Regions from separate parts of the Choristoneura fumiferana genome. Here region 1 is linked to region 2. Evidence: chromatin contacts called from public Hi-C data. All regions are on one chromosome and are shown on one strand. Each heading gives the region's core, a stretch centred on a gene start, on an enhancer-like site or on the middle of the called end of the contact. The rest is flanking DNA. Distances are from core to core; before and after follow the strand shown.

Region 1 (5,590 bases), core at 2,555-5,054, 170 kb after region 2:
TACAGTCATAAACATGTAAGCAAAATTTTTTTCAAAAAAATCTGAACACGGCTACTATTGTTAACGGCGTAGAAGCGTGTATAGAACTCGACTGTACTACTTTACTACTTACCACCCAATAAATGAAACGCAAGTAAGTGGAAGCGCAATAACGTAACTTCACTATATGCGTAAATTAAAATTAATATACAAATGCAGGTGGTAGAACCTTGTGCAAGGTCTGATTGCTACCACCATCTTGCTTGCTAATCCTGCCGTGAAGCAGCAGTGCTTGCACTGTTGTGTTTCGGCGTGGAGAGTAAGACAGCCGGTGAAATTACTGGCACTTGAGGTATTATGCCATCTTAGGCCTCTAGGTTGGCAACGCATCTGCAATAGACCTTGTGTTGCAGATGTTTAAGGGCGGTGGTGATCTCTTACCATCAGGAGACCCACTTGCTCGTTTTCCATCCAGTCGAATAAAAAAAATACAAATTAATCGACAAGTTCTGACAAAATAGTAAGTACCTAAAGTTACAATCGAAAACATAGGTAGGTAGGTACTAAATGGTGATTAAAACGTAGCTGAGCGGAGCAGGGCCGGATTTAGGGGATTGCAAACGAGGCTACAGCCCCGGGGCCTCCACAAAAGAGACTTCGGATTATTATTTTTAAAATTCCGACGAGTAATTACTAGTAAACAACCAATTAAATATTCATCTCTATTTGTTCTCATCAATCAGGCAATCAGTAATTACGTCAAAATCTCCAATGGCCCTCATTTCATTTTGAACATAGTTTGGGCGAAGGGGGGGGACCTCCACTCCTTTGCTGCCCCAAGGCCTCCAGACTTCTAAATCCGGCCCTGGAGATGATGAGCCTTTAGCCTTTCTAATCAGCATATCTTAGCTCTCTCTTATAACCTTTCATTTAGGCATAGGATTCACAGATCAGAAGCCGATTTACCTAACTTTTCTGACACTGTAATTTCTGCGACTTAGGTATTGAATATGAAACTCACTCATATTTAACAAAATAAAACCGGATAACTCACGTCTTAAATCGAGATTACCTCGATATGTTTCGGGTTTATTCGTAGCCCTTCTTCTAGCAACTGACTGAGTGCGCGTGCGGGAATCAGCCCGAAACATGTCGAGCTAAACTCAATTTATGCCATGAGTTATCCGGTTTTATTTCATTAAATATGATAATCAAAACGTTAAGAAAACTCGTAAGTATGTTTTAAATTACAGTTCCTTTAAAAAAATGCCTTTATTTTTTTTTTCTTTACCTTTTTTAATGCTCTATCAGCGGTATTGAACCGGAAAGGCTTAGGGGTCGTAGTGATGAAATCTTCTTTCACAGACTTCTCACATCGGGTCCTCTTTTCCATGGGACTTCGGGCTCTCTGCCTGTCGGAAGAACTGACGGACGGGATGCCAGGGGACGGGTCTATCGGTAGATCGCTGTGGGCTGCCGGAGTTGACAATCTACTGCGCTCTCTCATCGCCATTGTACCGGGATAGCTGGCATTGCGAAGCATTTCCTCCGATCTAATACGCCGATTCATAGACCTGAGGCGGTGATTATAAATTACATTCATAATAAAATAATATCATTTACTAAAATTCCGATTTTTTGAGTCAAACACCTACCGAAAAAATTCTTCCTCCTTCATTTTATCATAAAAATAGTTAGAAAAGAGATTTTTAGGTACCGGCCGCGCCCTGAATTTCTTCTTTTTCTTGGGTTTAGGCAATACATTCATTGCTCTCTCGCAAGACTTCTGAATACCACTTTCTTCTCTCTCTGTAAAGCTAAAGGGTTTCATCTTCGCACGGAGCTCTGCTTCACTGTTGATTTTGGTTATAGCTCGTCTAGAATAGTTACGTTACATTTAATTTATTACCTCATACGTAACTATTAAAAAATAAGATAAAAATAATAAATAAAATAAAAATAGCGCAAACGTAATACACAATTAAAAACTAAAAACAAACAAAAAATACCTATTTATAGCAGCAAATCATTAAGAAGGAATCAGGGTAGAGCTCTCCGAGGCTCAAATCAACCTGTAAGATATAAAATAAAGATAAGGTATGTGAATAAACTTGTGTTTTTTGATGATAACAGATCTCAAAACAAACTGGTGATCTAATGACAAGCATAAATAAAATGTGCACATGTAAGAATATGGAAACCTCATAGCCTGGTCTTCAAGAATCTTGTCGTAAAGAGGGATTCGAGATTCTATGGGCACCGGTCTGGTGCGGAATTGCTTTCGATCACACTTCCGATGAAGCATGTCTTCAGAAAAGGACTTCTGGAGACAACGTAACTCGTTTACGGCTCTCTCATCTTCATCTCTGTTATCACAATCAATGATGAAGCAATTAGAAATTATTAAAATTAAATACATATAAGTACCTCCTTTTCTGTCATTGTTTTTTACATTTGAAGTCAAAAGAGTTGCTTAGACTCGCGTTTCTTCAAGTGCAAAGGGCAACTGCAGACACTGAAAACTGAAAAATATCAGGTACTTACCTTTCAGTCATTTTAAATGGTTTTGGTACAGTAATACTTTTACGTCTCCTTGGAGGAGACCCGGAACGCTTTCCTCGTAAAGGGCTCGAAGGCATACTTTGAGTTTTGAATTCGTCGTCTACATAAACTTTTTTTAATTTGGAATATTCTGCGCCGTCAAAAAACTTCTGAAACTTTTGATCAACTTCATTTTTTGTTTCAATTTTATCGTCATTCCACGATATGGAACAGGCCGAGTGGTTTCTTTTAGCTTTATTAGTTTTGTTTTTCTCTTTCATAGAACTACTTTTGCTTGTGCTCATTTTCGGATCGTCGTCTATTGTCACTTCGAGGTTGCTAACAGTCAACTTTTTTTGCGGTTGTTTCATCGCTGATACTGTTAAATTCTTCGATGACTGTGCAGTATCGATATTAGATCTTCTATTCAGGTTTGTAGCTCCACAGAAATCTCGACTGGCATCTTTCTTTTCTGCACTGTATTTACGCCTAAGAGAACTGTTGTAAACTGTCTTAACAGACTTATCATTCACTGCATTATGATTGCTATATGCATCTTCTCTAACTAGAGTATTTTCGCTATTTGAGTCATCTATCTGATCCACAGCAAACTCTAACATGACTTTCTTTTTCTGGCGTAAAGATTTTAAAGTGGAGTAAAATTCTTCAGCCGGCAAGTGGTTTATATCGTTGTAATCTGGGATGCTGCGATAGAAGTCTTTTATTTTCTCCGTATTCACTTTCACGGCGTATACTGAGGAGTTTGAAGAAGAATCCACGGAATTCTGGCAGGTGATAATTTTATCCTTTCGCTCGTACTCGGGCTTCGGCATTTTACTAATCGGATCCACTGGAAGTTTAAGACAAGAGTTTGCAAATACGCTACAGCTGTGGTTCATTGCTAAGATACAGATAGTACTTGACAAAGTAGTGTATTTCAAGGGAATAGCTTTGGTGAGCGTTTGTTGCAGTAATCGTTGCCATAGCAGCTTGCGCAGATACTCTGCGCGAGGTCAATGTTATAGCATTAATTCCGAAAACATTTATTATTAGGTAATCGAATCATCTATAGTACCACTTTACCTAATCTATCATAAATGCTTGATGAAAAACCTACCTATCTTTTTGTCACTGAAAACATTATAATTGATCTGCAATAAATTACAAAGCATCTTATTTACGAGTACCTACGTACCTACCTCAAGACGTACTTATAATGGTATAATGTACAAATTCATCAAATTTAGAAAATATTACGACACATTCTTTCGTTTAGCAACATTTTAGTAGACTAATAAAATAGCATTTTTTTATAAACGAGAAATAATGAACGAGAAGGTACAATTTAAACTGTGTTTTGCTGTTACTACGGGTAACTGAAAACCTAATTAGATAAACGTAAATAGGCAACTATTTATCCTTTACCGTCCTCTCCAATATTATTGAACTTATATTTCGAGTAATTTAAGGTGTGTATGTATTTGTTCTTTCACGCTCAAACGGCTGGTCGGATTTAAATGAAATTATAGAAAGTAGGTTGCTGGATCGCCATCTCGAACACATAGGCTACTTTTTAACCCGATATTCCCACTTGATAGGGATGTACGCACGAAAATCCTGAAATCATAATCTCTGTCTAAACGCATGAAATTTGTCTCAAGTCTTCTTCTTAAACTTAAATTAGGACCACGACGTAAATTTTTAACCTAATGATTATTCCCGCGAGCAAAACTGCTAGTAAAGACTAGTATTACCAAAAATAAGCCAGACCAAAAATCCCGGGATATTTTAAGTTTAAAAATAAAACAATTTTTCAAGGTAAAAAAACATATTATTGACCAATATTTTAGCTTCGATGTGTTTGCTCGCGCCATCTTGTAGTGAGTAGCTGAACTATCTCATAAGTCACCATCCTTTTTTCTCCGGATAACTCTACGTCATGCTGTACAAGCACGCCTTATAGCCATAAATGCTATATTTTAAATCTTTTACACTAAGAATTTTAACATAAATTTCATATGTATTACTTTAAATAAAACCATTTATTGAATTTTTACATAAAAATAAAAATAAAAAAACACTTTAAATTGTATAATTTGTATATGGCAATATAAAATTTCTGTCAGTCAACTGTCAACTCAATCAAACCAAAGACAATATAAAAATAAAAAGGTAACCTCTAATCCTATGCAAAAAATATAACTATTTGCGATTTGCGAATTCTAAGAAAATTAAATTATATCTGCAAGGTTTTTTGTCAATTTTGCGCTATTAATAGAAGAAAACGTTACTATTGCAAACTTATTAAAAATGTTGCTTCCAAAAAACATTCACCGCAATTTCATACTTGTTAGAAAAATAGAAACTTTACAGTCGAAAGTTTACAGAGTTTACAGTCGAAATTTAAGCACTGATTCGAATAAAAAACACGAAATAAAAAGCCAATATGATGTTATTATCGCTGGTGGCGGAATGGTTGGATGCAGTTTGGCTTGCGCTTTAGGTAAGAATAAAATAACAATTTATTTGAGGTGTTTATTACTTTATAATAGTTTGATTATGGTAATGTAATTATCCTTCAAAATATTGCAACTTGCTCAATTTGTCTGTTTTAGGTAAGAACTCCATACTTTCCAACCTTAAAATATTATTATTAGAGGGAAGTCCGAACAAACAGTTTCATCTGAAGCCAGAATACAGCAATAGAGTGGTCGCCTTGAGTCAAAAGACAAAAACTTTGATGAAATCTCTAAAAGTTTGGCAACATGTTGAGGAGATGAGACTACAACCTGTACGTAATATGCAGGTAAAAATATACCTACTGCAACATTATTTTGCTGCTAAACATTGATAACAACGTTGTGAGGCTGAAAACATGCCAAGTGTTATAAAAGGAGAATACAACAATGGCCTTATTCCCATGCAAATCATGAACCACCCTCATCCAATCCAATTAAAGTCTTTCAACTGATTGCAGTTACCAGAAAAGGAAAAAAAACATTATTTTATATTTAAACTCTCAAGGAACTTTTCCCCTTATTTATCTACACATTCATTTTGGGAGGCCTGT
Region 2 (5,743 bases), core at 974-3,473:
ATAAAAAATACACATAACAACAATAACAATTTCCAGGGCGAGTTCCTTGTGATAAATAATAGCAATTTGTGCGTGCGCGGTAAATGTAAATAAGTTGCTGTTAGCTGTCGCATCTGTCAAAAAGTGACATCTTGGTTGATAGGGTTGCCAGACAAAATAAACAAATATAGGTATTATTTTATTATTAAAAATAAATAGTACATTGTGCATTGTAGAGCGTAAGAAGGGGATTACTAACGAGAGTCTATTAGAAGCCCGACGCCGGAGGCGGAGGGCTTTTAATGGCCCGAATTTGTAATCCCCTTACGGCCCGTGATACACACAATTATTTTCATCACATTGCGAGGAAAAAATGCAAAACATTAAATTATTTTGTGTCCAAACCCTTCACAGCTCAGCAAAAGCAAGACGCTAAGAAAACAACTGAATAAAATATGGCTACCCGCCAATACAGGGGGCAACTACAAAATTCGAAAATCGAAGTTCGTATCGTACCGTCCCTCTTGTATTAAATAATATTATCGTCAGCAAAACGATATGAACTTCGATTTTCGAATTCCGTGGTAGCTCCTGCAGGGCTACTACGATACTCAAAACTCGAAGTTCGTGTCATGCGGTCCCTCTGACGTTTATACTATTTAATACGAGAGCGAGAGGGACTGCACGACACAAACTTCAAGTTTCGTAGCCGTCACTTTTTTCGAGTCGTCTACCATAGATAATACTAAGATCCGTGTTAAGTTCAGAATTCGAAAGGTCTTACGGCCAGATTATTCCAACATGCTAAATAAATATTTACTAAAATTATAGCAAAACTATTTGATATATAAATTAAAAATATAAAAATAACGAAGTTTAATGAAGCGTGGCAAATTTTTTTGGTGTAAAATTAGGTTATATCTAAGTTTTAAAGATGTAAATAAAACGTTGGCTGACTTTTAAGTCTTGAAACCTATATACTTCCTCTGAGGAAATGACGTAACAACTAACTTTTTAAAACTAAAGTCATAACTCCGTTGGGGAGGAAAACTATACTTACGTAAATCCATAATTCCCGCGGGAACAATTGAGGTCATTGTCTTTTAGTATACAGGCATGGAATAACGTCATTGACGAGCATGTGTGATGAAAAATGGTATTACTTAACTAGCGTGCCCGCGGCTTCGCCCCCCCCCCCGCTGTAGTTTTTTTTAATTTTCTAAATGTTCTTTTATAAGAACCTTCTCCTGACAATAGCAAACAACAAAAAAAGAATTAGCGAAATCGGTCCAGCCGTTCACGCGTGATGCTGTGACCAAGGGAAATAGGGATTCATTTTTATAATAAAAAGATATAGATAGTAAAAATATTACTTATGCTAGAAATTTAATTACAGAAACTATGTAGAGTAGAGCGATTATTCTATAGTTTTTGAATTTCAAAACGTCTCAGTTGATAAGTTGCACTGCCATCTATTAACTGTGTTTTATCAACTTCACAACGCCTAACTTCCTCCGTCCTTGTAGTTTTGCTACTCAACATAAGATGGCACTAATTGGCAACTGCATCCGCGGTACTTTTCATAGAAACTTGAATATTTTGATTTTGAAGTAAAGCCGAAAAAGTAGCCTTTTCGTACAAAACGGCAGTAACATTACCCAACTCCTAAATGTAACTGATATTGATTGTTGAGTGTATATTTTTTTTCATTTTTGTTTTGTTTTGATGTGTTATTGTTGTGTGTGTGTGGTGTAAACTTACATTTATTTATTTACATTTTGCTTTTTAAAATACTTACTGATTAGTTACAAACATTGACCGAAATTAGTTTATATACATTAAAAAAAAAACCATTTTGAAGGTAATTTTTAATTTCCAGCGACTCAAAAAAAGTAGCGTCAAGTCACCGCGTCGAGCAGCAGCGACAAGATGGCTTCTTGCAGGATTGATCTTAGCCTTGGAAGCTGATTTCTTAATCTCATTTAGTAGCAGTCGTGGCAGTGGTACAAATAAAAGAAATTGAGTGATTGAAAAAAAAGGGTTTTTGCCGAAATTGAAGAGGTTTTTTTTTGTTTTTTCCAGCGATAAAGCTTAACATTTTCAGCTTTATTGCTATATGTCACGTGACCAGATTTGACACTGGAAACGAGCGTCGAGCGATTTCATATGGCCGCGGCCTTGCGTCGTATGAGAACACACAATCTTCACCGACTTATAATGTCAGAATGTAAAAAGATTTAATCAGCGTCTTGAGTTATTGCTTTTAATAATTGTATCGAATCAATTGTCAACACATGATAAGGAAGCAATTGTTTATTTGCACGGAGACTACCTGAATGATCTATCCACAGATGAGTGTGTGTATAGTATAGGCTCTATCGATCTAACTATGGGATATTTGCTGGGCCAGAATGTCGCTATATTAGTAACTTGTGTAGCGATAGTGACATCTACAGGATTTTTTGAATATGGTGAGAAATAAAATAGTAGGTATCTAGGGATAAATTATGTGTTACATCTACAGTCTTCTTGTTTGCGATTGGCCTATCATCATCTTCGGTTATCTACAAGGTGTTAATTTTTAAACCGGAAACTTCAGACACCCTAACTTTTTTTAAAGTGAATTTAATGTATTATATCCTTTAAATAAGGTGAAATTAAAACATACCAAATATGCCGCACTAACGCCAGACTACGAGTTCATTCCATTTGCCGTCGAAACTGCTGGTCCTTGGAGCGAAGAGGCAAAGGCGCTGTTGAGGGAGCTAGGCCGCCGGCTACATGACGCGGAGCCGAGCCCCGCTCTGGGTCGTTCCTGTGCAGCACATTTCCATAGCAATACAACGAGGCAACGCTGCCAGTGCTATGGGAACATTCGCCCCGGGTACGACCTAAAGCGGTTAAATTAGTTAGGTTTTCTCTTTTTTGTAAATGTATGTTTGTAAATATTAGTTAGGTTTTTTTCCTTTTAAATAACCTGACTATTTCAAAATATATTTCTATGTTTTGCCAAATCAGTAATTCTACTCTAATCTCTTTTAGTTGAAAAGTTATATTATTCAAATTGTTTTTTTTTACTCTGGTGTAAACCTCTATTTTTTAGATACGACAAAATTACTTTCTACCGTCGATAATATGTAGTACCTACCTACTTGTCAGTTGCGCTTCGTTCTTTTTTGGAGCAAATCAAAACTGACGGAAACAGGAATATTTTTGTTACCTACTATATATATAACATTAGACGGAAAACACTTTCCGAAATATTACTTTTATTTTCTTCTATTTATTATAAGACATGTTTATGTTGCATTTGTAAAACTCTTAGGCTCGGCAGAATAAAAGAGGTAAGTATTTCAAAATCGCAACCTGTTTTATTTAAAGTACCTTATGTCTTCTACCTACTATAACTTATTCTGTGCTTATGTGCAAACAATCCTCTTCTCGATTCAGAACAAACTACTTACTCAAGTTTTCAGTTATTTAATTATTAACACCTTATCTAATTTTCGTTTTACGACTGGACACAGGCTTCCTGTCTGAATAAGACAGTTTGGGCAGTAGTTCCAATACTTCCAATGTGGGCCCAGCCAGTGCCGCTTGGGAACTTCATTCATACATCATCGAACTGCATTTTGCGTGCGTTTTTCTCGAGATGTTTTCCTTCAACCAAAATGTTATTAGTTTATAGTTTAGTTTTGTTTGTAGAAAAAGCAAACAGGCAGAATTACTTTTGCATTTATACTTAATACTAGCTTTTGCCCGCAGCTTCGCTCGCGTGGAGTTCGGTTATCGCGCGCTGTTCCCTCGGGAACTGCATTTTTTCTGGGATAAAAAGTAGCCTATTGTCACTCTCTGGCCCATCTCTTTCCCAAAAATCACGTCGAAATCCTTCAAATTGACGTTCCTGATTCTGTTTTGTTTTTAGGGTATCACGTGCTAAATGAGAAACTCGCGTTTAAATACAGGGGTCAGATACCAGCTTTTACATCTGTGTACAAGCTGCCGGTTCGAGTAAGTTAATATTTTATTTTATTGTTTATTATTAGTGCATACAAGAGGTAACTCTGTATTGCTGCTGGTGACATTATAGGTGTACAGGCAGTGACACTGCGTGTGTATACACTGTGTACCATGTTAGGTGTCTTAGTCTGTTTGAGCCTTATTGCTGTGATAAAAAAAATGTCCCCAATTGCACACGTTCTAGTGACTGCATTTCGTGTTTCATTATATTTACTTAAATAAACATTTCCTTTTTAGCACAACAGGTCAGATATGTACATTCGGTATACCTATCTGCGGGTTGAGTTCGGAAAAAAACTGTCAAAAGTGGACACGGATTACGACCAAGCTGAGCAAATTTTAATATTCAAGGTGCAATATACTTTACTGCCCATCGATATTGGTGTCACGGGGTACGCGTTACAAGTCGCTAACTTTTCGCAAGTGTGGCCACATGAGAAGGGCATGGAAGAATATACCTAGAGCTTTTTTATTGAGGCTTTTTATTAACTTTATTTGGTATATTTAATTTTTAACCAATTTAAAAAGGAATAAGAAAGTTGTCAAATCAACTACATAATTTATAATAAAATGTCCTCATACTTTTTTTTAGGTAAACCGATTATGATGATTCTTTTCTTAGTTTTACTCAGTTAAAATATAGTTTTTATAAATAAGAAATAAATAACACTAATTTTGGTTAAATAATATTTTAATTATAAGGTTATAACCTACCTACTTATTAGAATCACCAATTTTATTTAACAAAAATTCATTACTTACATCCAAATAGTACATAGTATACCTATAAATAGCTAGCTATGCTAACACTAATAGATTTTTTTATATGCTATGAAATTTTTAAAGAACAAGTTTTCAATAGACTGTTTGAGTAGTTACAAATATTTAAAAAGTAATTTTTAACTAAGTATGTTAGATAAAGATGGAATAAATTACAGCCCTCTAGCACAATAGCATTTATCCTGAACAAAGTATACATTCCAGTTAATACTCGACGAGCAAACACATTTTCTTCCTGAAACGCACATGTGCGTTTTACTTATAGAGCTTCATCGAGATCAATTCCGTGTCACGAAATTTAAGGTATTAGGATGTACTTATTAGTACTTATGTATGTAAACTCATTATTGCACCTAAAAATATAAAATATAATTACAGATTACCTACACAAAGAGAAGTACAAAGGCGAGCTTATCCCCAAAAAGGGATCTCTTACAGGCTTCCATCTAAACTAGTTACGAGAAAACTTAGTTATTGGGTACTAAATGTTCTCTATTATTAATGGACTAGTCTCCTTAAATTCTCTTATTAGTCCGCCAGTAGGTATATCTGTCAGGATTTTTATAACGTAATTCCTAACAAATATCTTTAAAAGTTGTCATAGAAAAGCAAAATATGTCTATTTTAATGCATAATCCCACAAACCCAACTATCACCAACATAATATTTATTTATTTATTGCAACCATGGTATTTATAAGATATTCTTAATTATAGCCAATTAATAATAGGTATGATTCAAACCATTTATTGTAAGGGACCATTTATGTTGTCACACTTATTAATTAGTTCCTAATAAAATCTCAATAATTAGCTTTGTGTGTCACATATTGCCAGCCCCCCCCCCTAACCTAAATTAGTGATGGAATTTAGTGTATGCCCCCAACGAAATGAACCAATGAATAAATTTTAAACCAATGAAGTTGTCGCATGACATGACGTATCTCTCTAGCATTTGTAATCGC

The links. Hi-C and Micro-C count contacts between places; a contact is called where the count stands out from the background.
Region 1: a Hi-C map of whole pupa shows a contact between it and region 2, with 4 times the contacts expected there. The contact joins the promoter of LOC141432682 here to the promoter of LOC141432673 in region 2. A contact is called at or near these places in 2 of 2 Hi-C or Micro-C datasets (both in whole pupa).

The regions. Positions count from the first base shown.
Region 1 is chr11:8,408,608-8,414,197 of NRCan_CFum_1, forward strand. LOC141432682 reads right to left here and starts at 3,805. Exons shown (of 7, transcript XM_074094387.1): 1 at 3,720-3,805; 2 at 2,524-3,370; 3 at 2,181-2,345; 4 at 1,635-1,856; 5 at 1,271-1,553. The coding sequence starts at 3,353. It overlaps LOC141432684 (ubiquinone biosynthesis monooxygenase COQ6, mitochondrial-like), which reads left to right and starts at 4,659. Exons shown (of 9, transcript XM_074094398.1): 1 at 4,659-5,023; 2 at 5,136-5,326. The coding sequence starts at 4,831.
Region 2 is chr11:8,241,144-8,246,886 of NRCan_CFum_1, forward strand. It overlaps LOC141432673, which reads left to right and starts at 2,224. Exons shown (of 4, transcript XM_074094377.1): 1 at 2,224-2,465; 2 at 3,305-3,323; 3 at 3,905-3,990; 4 at 4,237-4,471. The coding sequence starts at 2,448. The coding sequence ends at 4,461. LOC141432670 (synaptosomal-associated protein 25-like) reads right to left here and starts at 87. Exons shown (of 8, transcript XM_074094373.1): 1 at 1-87. It overlaps LOC141432671 (synaptosomal-associated protein 25-like), which reads right to left. Exons shown (of 8, transcript XM_074094374.1): 8 at 5,402-5,743.